Linked DNA regions of Gossypium hirsutum: all the other regions are linked to region 2. Evidence: chromatin contacts called from public Hi-C data. All regions are on one chromosome and are shown on one strand. The core of a region is the stretch at or near the end of the contact, and the rest is flanking DNA. Distances in the headings are between cores, read along the strand shown.

Region 1 (3,629 bases), core at 122-2,621, 360 kb after region 2:
TAGGCAGAAGTGTAAAGTTGAGAGTTTGCTTGGAACATTTTTATATTAGACAAAGGCCCAGTAGAACCAAGATTGACAGAATTGTGCTAGCTCAGGGCACCTAAAGTGTTGGTATCCTAGGTAATATCTTATCAAACTGTCGGCAACCTATTTACCAAGTGCGTGTGATCAAGCACGCTCTCAACTTTTGATCTTGCCCCTTCATTTTCAATTTTAGGGAGAAATTTATGACCATCTATTTTATTTACCCTCATATCTGTCACCGAATCAAACAATGTCTACTCTTGTTTTGTCGGCATATAGTTAAAATGTGCTACAGTACATACAGATAGAATATGATTATTCCAGTTGATTGAGTACTCATTAACGTTTTAGCAAAGAATTAAAGAATTAAAGTTCGAGTCTTGTTATCAATCTCATTTGATGTCTGATCCATGAGTACCAAAAAACAATGAATGCAATAGATGAAATAAATCCTTTGGCACAGATTTTGGTGTACAAAAGTCAAAACCATGGAAGGTGGTCCAGTTAGTTTTGGAGAGCCAAAACATTACATTTAACCACAAGGAAGAAGCCAAGGTTTTCACCTTAGCTGCTACAGCAGCAGCAGTAGCTGTAAGTTCGTGCACCTAGGCAAAATGAAAGGTGGTAATGGGGTATGGGAGGTGGGTCCTTCTTTCTGCATCACCAAACTGCAATGCCGCCGAAACCATCTACTGAACAAGGTTGGCAATGTCAACTGCATTTTATGACAAAACCAAACAAAGCTTAAGCTTTTGTGTAGATAAGGCACCTGCAAAATGATAAATGTTGGCTAAATATTAGCTATGCTCTAGTCTTCCATGGCCCCTACCATTTAAGAACATGGTCAGTCAGCAATATAAGTCCATATCATAATCTGGCTTTTTTTGTGGGAAGTTCAAAACCAACATACATTCCTCTTTCCATCACTATTAGTAGTACTGGAGGGACATCCTTCCCTAATCTTTAGCCTATGTGCTCAAACATTCCTGCTTCATTTCAACTATAGTTTTCTGCATATGGTTCCTCCACAACTAGAGTTTTCAACTTTCATACGCATTGAAAACCAATTCTTTGAGCAAGATACGGAAAGTTTTTTATCTATGATGAAGTCCAAGGGGAATATAAGGCCCAAAAAAATAAGCCCAGGAAATTAAGGGGTGGCTAAACCAGTAACCAGAGTAAATGCAAATCTGGGGTTGTCTTGTCTCTGCACTCGGCTCCCTCACCTCCTTGGAAAAGCCTAACCCTTAAATCCTTTGAATTTGTATCTCTAAGCCATTGACATTATCATATAATCAGATCCATTGTTAACTCTTTTATTTGATCGTAATTCCTGGTAGAGAAAAAAAAAAAGAAGGGTGAGGGGAGCCTCCTGAAATTCTTCTTATAGCTGGTGAGTGTAAACAAACACGATCTCTTTTTCTTTAGATTTTTAAGTCCCTTTTTTTGTATTAATATTTGATGAGATTTACGAATTGGGTTTTGTATTTTGCTTGTTTCTAGATCATTTCTCAATCACATTTTTGTTCTTTTTTCTTACTAACTTTTACTTTGTATGTTTTTGCTAATCTCTGTTTTGTCAATACCTTGCTTAAATTCATGGTTTTTAAGATTTGATCATATCAAAATCGATTTTTTCTGCTCTAATTCATTTGGATATTCTAGACTTAGTTATAATGGTTCGGTGCTTTTAAGGTTTTTTTTTTCTTCTTTTATGGAAAGAGTTAACTGGCTGTTCCATATATGAACTTGGTTCTAGCCTTTTAGTCAATTGCAAAATATAAAACAAAAGGGCAGTTTGCTTGGTGATTTAGTTTCTACCGGTGTCTCTTTGATGCAAAACTGAGTCTAGTATGCTATAATTTGATCTCTCTTTGCAAGATGCAGATGCTCTACTTTATGATCAAGAGCATATATATTTTTTTCTTTGAATGTTGAAATTGATTTACTTGGATCTATAGCTTATTTCCTGGTCAAAGTTCTCTAGTTCATACAATCAGAGTTTCTGTGTTTCAGTGAATTTTTATGAGCTGTTGACATAGCAGTAAAATTTTTCAATCCTTAAATTTAACTCTTTAAATGACTCCTATTGGAAAATATATGAAACCTTTTAAAGACTGAGTTTTTCAGCATCTCTAATGATTAAAACAAAGAATAAGACAAAAAGTAACTTTTTAAAAGAATTCTTACAGTTAGAAGTGAAAGCACAAGGGCTTGTTTATATATGAAGTTCTATATTGTTTCTGTACCATGGTCCAGTGGTAATATTCAAAAGATTGAACTATCACATGTTATCTTATAAGGTCTAGTGCATAGTTGATGCATATTATTATACAATCAAGCATCTTATATTGCCCTTGCAGATGATTTATTGCTTATGATTGATTTCATATATAATTGTTGTTCAAAAGATCTTATCAATTATCAGTTCTTTGCTACCAAATTTGGCCTTTAGTTTTTTGTTATCTAATGACACTTATATCTGTTAACTTTTAAAGTTTATACAAAAATGATGTGATGTTTTACTGGTTAAGGGCAAGGACTAAACATAGGATTAGGAATCTTAGGTGGGCTATTAATCTGTCACGGTTGTTGGGTGAGTTGTTTTTTTATTTCCAATCGATTATTTGGATATTTCACTTGAATGATCTGGCATTTATCATATGTCCTTATTTTGAGCTTCTAAAATCTAAGCAGTAGAAGGAGCTTAAGTGGGATTTCAGGTGCGAGGCAAGGTGTTAGCAAGTTGGAGAGATCAAGGTACTGTTCCTTGCCTTCTAAGGAACTATATAATTAAAAGACTTTAATGAGTTGCATATTACTTGTTTCACTTAATTGTTTACTTTTCAAATTCTGATAAATATTTTACTTATCTTGAATATTTTAGCCGGAGACAGACATTTGTTTTACCCTGTACTGTAACGATTAGTACTTTGGTTGGTTTTACATGAGGGCCCTCGTCTTGTTCCTGCAGGAACCGTAACGTACATATTCACTAGGAAGGTCATTAGTACTACACGCGTAGGGTGCTCAGGATAGATTTGTCTATGTTGCAGGAGGGTGAAAGTGGAGTAGAGTTTATTCCTTTTTTATTCAATTGACCTAATATTTGCTTCACAAGAAAGGTATTTTCATGTAAGCAATTGCTGAATGACACATTTGTACTCTTTATTCCTATTTTAGCTTCCTTTTTCAGCTTGCCTTTATTCTTTTCTTCGGTAAACCCATTTCTGTTCTTGAACAGGATACAAGGTTGGTGCTTCTTAGGTGATAACTTCAAGTACCAGAGAAGAAACTTAATTCCGAGTGCTTTTCATTGTTGATATGGTTATATAGAGTGACACTTGTAGGAAGGTTGTAAAATGGCTTTTGTTTCAGAGGAAGAAAAAACTGAGGATTACCTTTTCAAGATTGTACTAGTTGGTGATTCAGCTGTTGGGAAATCGAATTTACTTGCAAGATTTGCTAGGAATGAATTCTACCCAAATTCCAAGTCAACCATAGGAGTGGAGTTTCAAACTCAGAAATTGGATATAAATGGGAAGGAAGTTAAGGCACAGATCTGGGATACGGCTGGTCAGGAGCGCTTCAGGGCCGTTACATCT
Region 2 (4,012 bases), core at 124-2,623:
AGGAGCGGCCGAATCTGTCTTAAGGAAACTGTATTAACAGGCCTCAACATCTAGTAAAACTCGATTTTCTTATTTGATTTCTAGTTTTCATAATCTTGTTTATTTAGTTTTTTTTTCCATATATGATACTTTAAATATAAATATTTATTTAATTTATTTTATTTAAATCTAGCGTTTTTTAGATAAATATAGATATTTGTTTATATCACTTATTGAGATCTTATATTTAATATAATTATTTATATTTATATTTGTTTGTTAATGTGTTTTGTCCAACATTCCCTTCCCTTTCAATGAAATATCACATCTTCTTTATTTATCGATATTATTATTTAAAATTTTTATTAAGATCAAATTATCAACTCAATTATAAATTTATTTAAACACCCAATTATTTTTACCCAAAATCTAATTGTTAATTTATTTGCATTAAATGAATTACATATGACTTAACTTGTTCCTACTAATTAAAATTCAATTATGGTTACCTGAACAAGAAAATTCAAATATGGTAGAACAAAAATAGTGACAGGCTAAGAAGTAATCTCCCCAAACAGATAGCTATAAACCTTACATGTCAGCTTAATCTTTATCAAGTAATTTTTGTTTTAAAAAAATTGTCACTTGCAGAATAGACAGACAAAGCTATCACTTCCAAACACATTTACTATTTTTTTTTATTACTCTACCTTCGTTTTCATTTTTCTACAAACAAATTGTTGCAACTTTTCTTTTTATTTATTTTCCATGAATTTGTTTTCTTGAATCAAACAAATGTCTGGCTGACTGGGGCTCTCACACTTTTTTCCATTGTTCCATGTTACGTATTTATATCATCAACCCCAAATGCAAATAAAATTTAGATCGCCTACTCACAAATAGGTTAGGCCCGACCAATTCAGTACATGCAGGTCTTGTAGTGGAGGTTCGTCAAAAGAGCTCGTAAGAGAATTTTATGATCTCAATTTGTATATATTAAGGAGTTCGCATGCAAGGACTACAAAGTTTAATAGGTAAATTAAAATAATTCACGTGTCCAATATACATAAAACGTAAAAGAATGTCAATTCTATTAATAATAATTATATGTATAAATATTCAATTATCTCCATTAATGAAATATTACAGAAAAATACTCAAGAGTCAAGAGTACCATATCTCAATTAGTTGGAACATTTTGAGAAATTATACCTTGTATGTAACAATCAATAACCCATGAAAGGACTAATCTACAAAGGCTAAGATAAGTTGTGGCATAAAGATACCCACGTGGCTTTGTTGATGATCTGTAATTGGCCCTATCCATGCATCCCGTACTTTGAATCCAAGCATATTCCTATATATATATATTATATATTTAAATTTATTAATTTTATCGAATCATTATGGTTTCTAATGTTTATACTAATCAACATTTGTAAGCTATATGCCAAAAACAACTAATTACGGGGAAAAGCGAATTTGTCAATAGCTAGCCTCCGTCCCAAGTTTCAGATATAAAAGCAAGCCTTGTCCAAGCCTCTTATTTTCCACCACACTTGATTCATATCCATCTCGCCGGAAAAATGCCCGCCGGTGACAATTCCGATGATTCAAAAGCCCCACTTCTCCCCATCAACGAACCAGTGGAGTCTTCATCGAGTTCACCCTTTTCTCTGAAATCCTTGATCTCACTTAAAAGTTTCTATGTGGTGTTAGGACCCATATTGTGTGCCATCGTGTGTGTTTTTGTGAAGTTCGATGGTCCAGTGACTAGCCGGAACATGTTAGCTGTTCTGGCCTGGGTCTTCTCTTGGTGGCTCACTGAGGCCGTGCCGATGCCAATCACCTCCATGGCACCTCTCTTTTTGTTTCCCCTCTTTGGAATTTCTTCTGCAGATAGTGTTGCCCACTCGTATATGGATGATGTGATTACCCTGGTTCTGGGTAGTTTTATACTTGTTCTTGCTGTTGAGCGCTACAACATTCATAGAAGATTGGCCTTAAATGTGAGTTTCCCTTATCGATTTTACTCGTTTCAACTGTATTTTTCTCCCTCAAGTTGATTCCTTCTTGTTAGAAAATTGACATAGCTGACAGTAATCCATAGAACACATGAAGTTTATAGCAGCTTCTTTGTGTTTGGATCGATTTTGGACTCAAATTCAAAGTAGATTATTAAAAGATTATACTATTTGTTGAAGCAATTAAAAGGAAATTTTGCTCAAATGCTATCACAAAAAGGGTTTTCTTTTTTGGCAAAAAAACAATACTGGGTCTTTTAATTTGCTCAAAAGCTTCAACATGATTTCAGACTGCAAAAAATTATCAAACTAGTCCCTGTATATTAGATTAAAGAACACAATGGTCCTTTCTGTTAAAAATGCCATCCATATATACTGTTAAAAATTGGTGTGGTTGATAGAATAACTAGATAGTGACATGTGACATGCCACATGTATTTTATACTGATGTATAGGGATCGATTTTTAATAGAAAAATGGATGAAATTGTTAACAGAAGAACCAAATTACTCTTTGATCTAATAAATAAGAATTAATTTACTATTTTTTTAATAAATGAGGTAAAATGCAATCGACTCCTAATATAGAGGTCTCCATGGCACTTTTACCGATTTCAAAACATATCTTTTACTTGTTATTATCATACCATTTGTTGTAGTAAAAGTTTTTAAAATTATTTTTTAGATTCTAAATTAGCCACTAAACTTTAAAAATGTTCTAATTGAGTCATCAAAATATTAATATTATATCAATCAGGTCTTTTCGTTAACCTAATAACTGATTTAAGTCTTATATGTAGCATTTTTAAAATGTGTGGATTAAATTTTAACCATGTATGTACTTATGGACAATTTGGATTTAACATATTAAAGAAAAACAATGTTATTAAAAAGATAGTGTTACATTTGAACTAACATTTAATGCCGAAGCTAATGGTTAAACAAATAGAAAGATCTAATTGTTACAAAACTAATAATTTAAAGTTTCAATCAGAATGTTTTGAAATTTAGAGACTGATATCAAACTTTGAGTCATCATTTAAGGACTTATGGTGAAATTAACCCAATCATTAAAATGAAAAAGAAGTGCCAAACCCTTTTTCTTTTTCTTTTTTTTCTGACAAGTCATATGAACATATCTGTTTTGGATTTAGAGAGACAACATTATATCATAACCAAAAATTCCCATCATGCCTACTCAACTAACGTTGTGCGTGGATCACACAGATCACTTCGCGCTTCTGCGGGGAGCCAGTGAACCCACCTCTCCTCTTACTCGGCATATGCGGGACCACTTTCTTCCTCAGCATGTGGATGCACAACGTGGCCTGCGCCGTCATGATGATGCCCGTTGCCACCGGGATCCTACAGCGCCTCCCGACGGGCCCCACCCAATCCACCCACATCCGCGACTTCTGTCGGGCTGTCATCCTCGGCGTCACGTTCGCCACCCCCATCGGTGGGATGAGCACCCTCACCGGAACCGGTGTCAACTTGATATTGGTAGCCATGTATAAAGGCTCATATCCAGATGCTGAACCCATCGGCTATAACACATGGTTCTTCTTCGGTTTCCCCTTGGCCGTCTTGATTTTCTTCGCGTTTTGGGCGATACTCTGTCTGCTCTACTTATCCAGAGGCTCTAGCCAAGCCCTCTCTGCCTACTTGGATAAAACCCACCTCAAGAGGGAACTCAACTTGTTAGGTATATAAACAAATTAAACCCCACTAAAATAATCGGAGTTCAATGATATAATTTGATGAAATTAAAGTAGTATTTTGCATTTGGTATGAACAGGTCCAATGGCTTTTGCAGAGAAGATGGTTTTAGCTGTGTTCGGGGTTCGTATTTATCTCTAATCAATGACTATTATGTTTATAATGACTTTTAACTAAAAAGACAAAGGTAAATGGCTAAGTACAGGTGCTGGTAGCTTTATGGATGACCAGAAGCATAACTGAAGACATTCCGGGATGGGGAACTCTGTTCAATGGCCGTGCAGGCGATGG
Region 3 (3,701 bases), core at 248-2,747, 280 kb after region 2:
CTGAGGAGCAAATGGTGGGGCCCATATTTTTCATATGTTATTAAAATGCATACTTTACCTGGATGAAGTATATATTAGCAGATTCACTAATATGATTATATATATACACACATGTATCACATTACAAAAACAAAAATTTAATTACTTATACCTAATAAAACATTATCTCATTACAATAATAGTTATTTTCTAAATAACATATTGTTTTATAATTTTATTTCTTATTTAATATTTTAATTTAATTTTAATAATACATACTTTACCCGGATGAAGTATGTATTAGCAGATTCACTAATATGATTATATATATATTTAGGCATGTATCACATTACAAAAACAAAATTTTAAATACATATACCTAATAAAACCGAGTATTAAAAACAACTTTATAATATTACCAACTTTCATCGACTATATAATCCACAAGTTTGCCTTAAATATTACCAGCTGCTAATACATGCTTCATCCGGATAAAGTATGCATTTTAATAACACATGAAAGATGTGGACATTAATATTTAAGGCAAACTTGTGGATTATATAGTCGATGAAAGTTAGTAATATTATAAAGTTATTTTTAATACTCGGTTTTATTAGGTATAAGTATTTAAAATTTTGTTTTTGTAATGTCATATTAGTGAATTTGCTAATACATACTTCATCCAGGTAAAGTATGCATTATTAAAATTAAATTAAAATATTAAATAAGAAATAAAATTATAAAACAATATGTTATTTGGAAAATAACTATTATTGTAATGAGATACATGTTTTATTATGTATAAGTATTTAAATTTTTGTTTTTGTAATGTGATACATGCGTGTGTGTATATATATATATATAATCATATTAGTGAATCTGCTAATACATACTTCATCCTGGTAAAGTATGTATTGTTAAAATTAAATTAAAATATTAAATAAGAAATAAAATTATAAAACAATATGTTATTTGGAAAATAACTATTATTGTAATGAGATACATGTTTTATTAGGTATAAGTATTTAATTTTTTTTTTGTAATGTGATACATGCGTAAATATATATATATAATCATATTAGTAAATCTACTAATACATACTTCATCCAGATAAAGTATGCATTTTAATAACATATGAAAAATGTGGGTCCTATCATTTGTGCCTCAGAGAAAAGCTTAATTAGTCGCGCCTCAGAGAAAGTCTCGATTACTGTTCCGAAAATAAAAAAATATTTTATTTAAATTTTTTAATATAAAATAATCATTCTCGCCTGTCAGATAAGTGCGAATGAAAAAAATCTTATTTTCGTATATAATCAGACTGACAACCTATTTTAATAAATAATTTTTTTTAAATTTATTTTAGTAAAAAATCCCACATAAGAAGAAACCCTGACAACAGCATAACTCACCACGTGTTCATTTCTATGTATTGTTATTCACGGACAGTCACTGTAGTTTTACCTCCCCCAAAGCAGTAAACAAAAAAATGTTGACCTCTCACAGCTGGGGAGGAGAGTAAAAATAGAGGAAATCAGGCGGTATAAAATCGCAGCCTTCCGTTTCAAGTCCCACTTCTTTTCTGAATTCTACTCATACTCTTACTCTCAATATTGAAATGAAATCTCTCTGAGAGAAGAGTTGCTTAATTGAATTGGTTTTGGTTGTAATAAGCATGGTTTCGCTGGAAGATTCACATTCTAGTTCCAACCGGTTTCCTTTGGGTCGAAACTTTTACACCCCCGGTTCAGCTTCCACCACCAAAATCCACCGACATGTCGGCCGCTCCATGCGTACGATTCGCTCCAATCTTTACCAAAACGACAATAGTAGCTGCTCCTTCACCAGTTCCGTCCCTGAGAGGTCCGCCTTTGTCTCCGAAAATCTCACCGAGTCCGTTATCGACATGCGTCTCGGCGAACTGGCTGCCAAAAGCAACGCTAAATCTGTTACGTCTGAGTCCGAAAACGAGGCCTTTTTGGAGATTTTTCAAGCCTTTAGTGATTTCTCCGCTTGTAGCAGCGATATCTCCGGTGAGTTGCAGCGCCTTGCGAGCTTGCCCTCACCGGAAAACGCTTTGATGAATGAGAGCAGTAACGGAGTCCAGTCTGAGCCGGAGCCGGAGCCGGAACCGTGTCATGGCTTTTTGCAGAGGGAGAACTTCTCGACGGAAATTATTGAGAGTATCTCACCAGAGGACCTTCAACCGACGGTCAAGATCTGCATCGACGGCCTCGAATCACCATCCGTTGCGGTGAAGCGATCGGCTGCTGCTAAACTCAGGCTACTGGCGAAGAACCGCGTGGATAACCGTGCGTTAATCGGAGAGTCAGGTGCGATCCCTGCACTGATTCCGCTCTTACGGAACAGCGATCCTTGGACTCAAGAGCACGCGGTGACTGCGTTACTAAATTTATCTCTTTACGAAGGGAACAAAACTCTCATTATAAATGCCGGAGCTATAAAATCATTAGTCTATGTTCTCAAGACGGGCACTGAGACCTCCAAGCAAAACGCGGCGTGTGCACTTCTGAGCTTAGCTTTGATTGAAGAAAACAAGACTTCAATCGGAGCATGCGGCGCGATCCCGCCGCTGGTATCTCTGCTGATGAACGGATCCAACAGAGGCAAGAAAGATGCACTGACAACTCTTTATAAGTTGTGTTCAGCCAGGCAGAACAAAGAAAGGGCGGTGACTGCGGGCGCGGTTAGGCCTTTGGTGGGGATGGTGGGAGAGCAAGGGACTGGCATGTCAGAGAAGGCGATGGTTGTTCTTAGTAGCTTGGCGGGAATTAAAGAAGGAAAGGAAGCTATTGTGGAAGAAGGTGGGATTGCAGCACTGGTGGAGGCGATTGAAGATGGGTCCGTGAAGGGGAAGGAGTTCGCGGTGTTGACACTGTTGCAGTTGTGCGCTGATAACATTAGAAACCGTGGTTTGCTTGTTAGAGAAGGTGGGATACCTCCTCTTGTGGCGCTTTCTCAGACTGGGAGTGTAAGGGCTAAGCATAAGGTAATTTTAGCCGATTTGGATTGCCCTATGTTTGAATTAAGAACTTGAAATAGCTGTCTATAGAAGTAACTTTATTTTGATTGATTCCCATAGGATAAGGTTGAATGCTTGATAATCACTAGATAGTTGAAGCTTAAAACTGTGTTTCTAATACCAATGCAGTTTATAGTTTATTGAATTGCTTGATTGAACAACCTCTCAATTATTTAGTAGCAGCACTTGGATGATCAGAACTGAGCATTTCTCAGAGTTGCTTTTGTTATCTACACCATCAAATACATGTATCTGACACAGTGCTGAGTTTTGCAATGTATCCATTCAGTTATATGTTCAAACATTAGAATTGACAAGCATGTTAAATTTTAATTTTGCAGGCTGAAACACTACTTGGGTATCTGAGGGAACCAAGACAAGATGCATCATCATCTAGTCCTTAGAGAAGAGAAGTATAACATGTAGAGGTAGTTATACCTGGGTGTTCTATTTATTTTTTGTATATAAGGAGTGTTTTGATGGTTTGTACAGTGTGGTTGAGAAATTATCGTTTAAGTTAAAAAAAGGAAGAAAAAAAATTAGGGGAGGCTCAAAAGACTGACCTTTTAGATGTATGATTTTGAGTAGGTTTTTGGGGGGGTTTTCTTTTCCCCCATCTCTCTTATTTACATGTTGTGTAGGGTGGAAAATATTTGTTTGGCTTGTGGGTTTTGGATTG

What was found. A called contact is a pair of places that touch in the nucleus more often than the background predicts.
Region 1: a Hi-C map of leaf shows a contact between it and region 2, with 3 times the contacts expected there. The contact joins the promoter of LOC107962069 here to the promoter of LOC107961925 in region 2. A contact is called at or near these places in 4 of 34 Hi-C or Micro-C datasets (callus and leaf).
Region 3: a contact with region 2 is called in a Hi-C map of hypocotyl, with 3 times the contacts expected there. The contact joins the promoter of LOC107962070 here to the promoter of LOC107961925 in region 2. A contact is called at or near these places in 11 of 34 Hi-C or Micro-C datasets (anther, callus, hypocotyl and 2 more).

What each region holds. Positions count from the first base shown.
Region 1 is chrA06:118,775,262-118,778,890 of Gossypium_hirsutum_v2.1, forward strand. LOC107962069 (ras-related protein RABA5a-like) reads left to right here and starts at 1,372. Exons shown (of 5, transcript NM_001327721.1): 1 at 1,372-1,417; 2 at 2,722-2,784; 3 at 3,269-3,629. The coding sequence starts at 3,387.
Region 2 is chrA06:118,416,417-118,420,428 of Gossypium_hirsutum_v2.1, forward strand. LOC107961925 (tonoplast dicarboxylate transporter) reads left to right here and starts at 1,374. Exons shown (of 6, transcript XM_016898098.2): 1 at 1,374-1,988; 2 at 3,230-3,707; 3 at 3,801-3,844; 4 at 3,927-4,012. The coding sequence starts at 1,566.
Region 3 is chrA06:118,697,726-118,701,426 of Gossypium_hirsutum_v2.1, forward strand. LOC107962070 (U-box domain-containing protein 4) reads left to right here and starts at 1,498. Exons shown (of 2, transcript XM_016898309.2): 1 at 1,498-2,989; 2 at 3,364-3,701. The coding sequence starts at 1,655. The coding sequence ends at 3,426.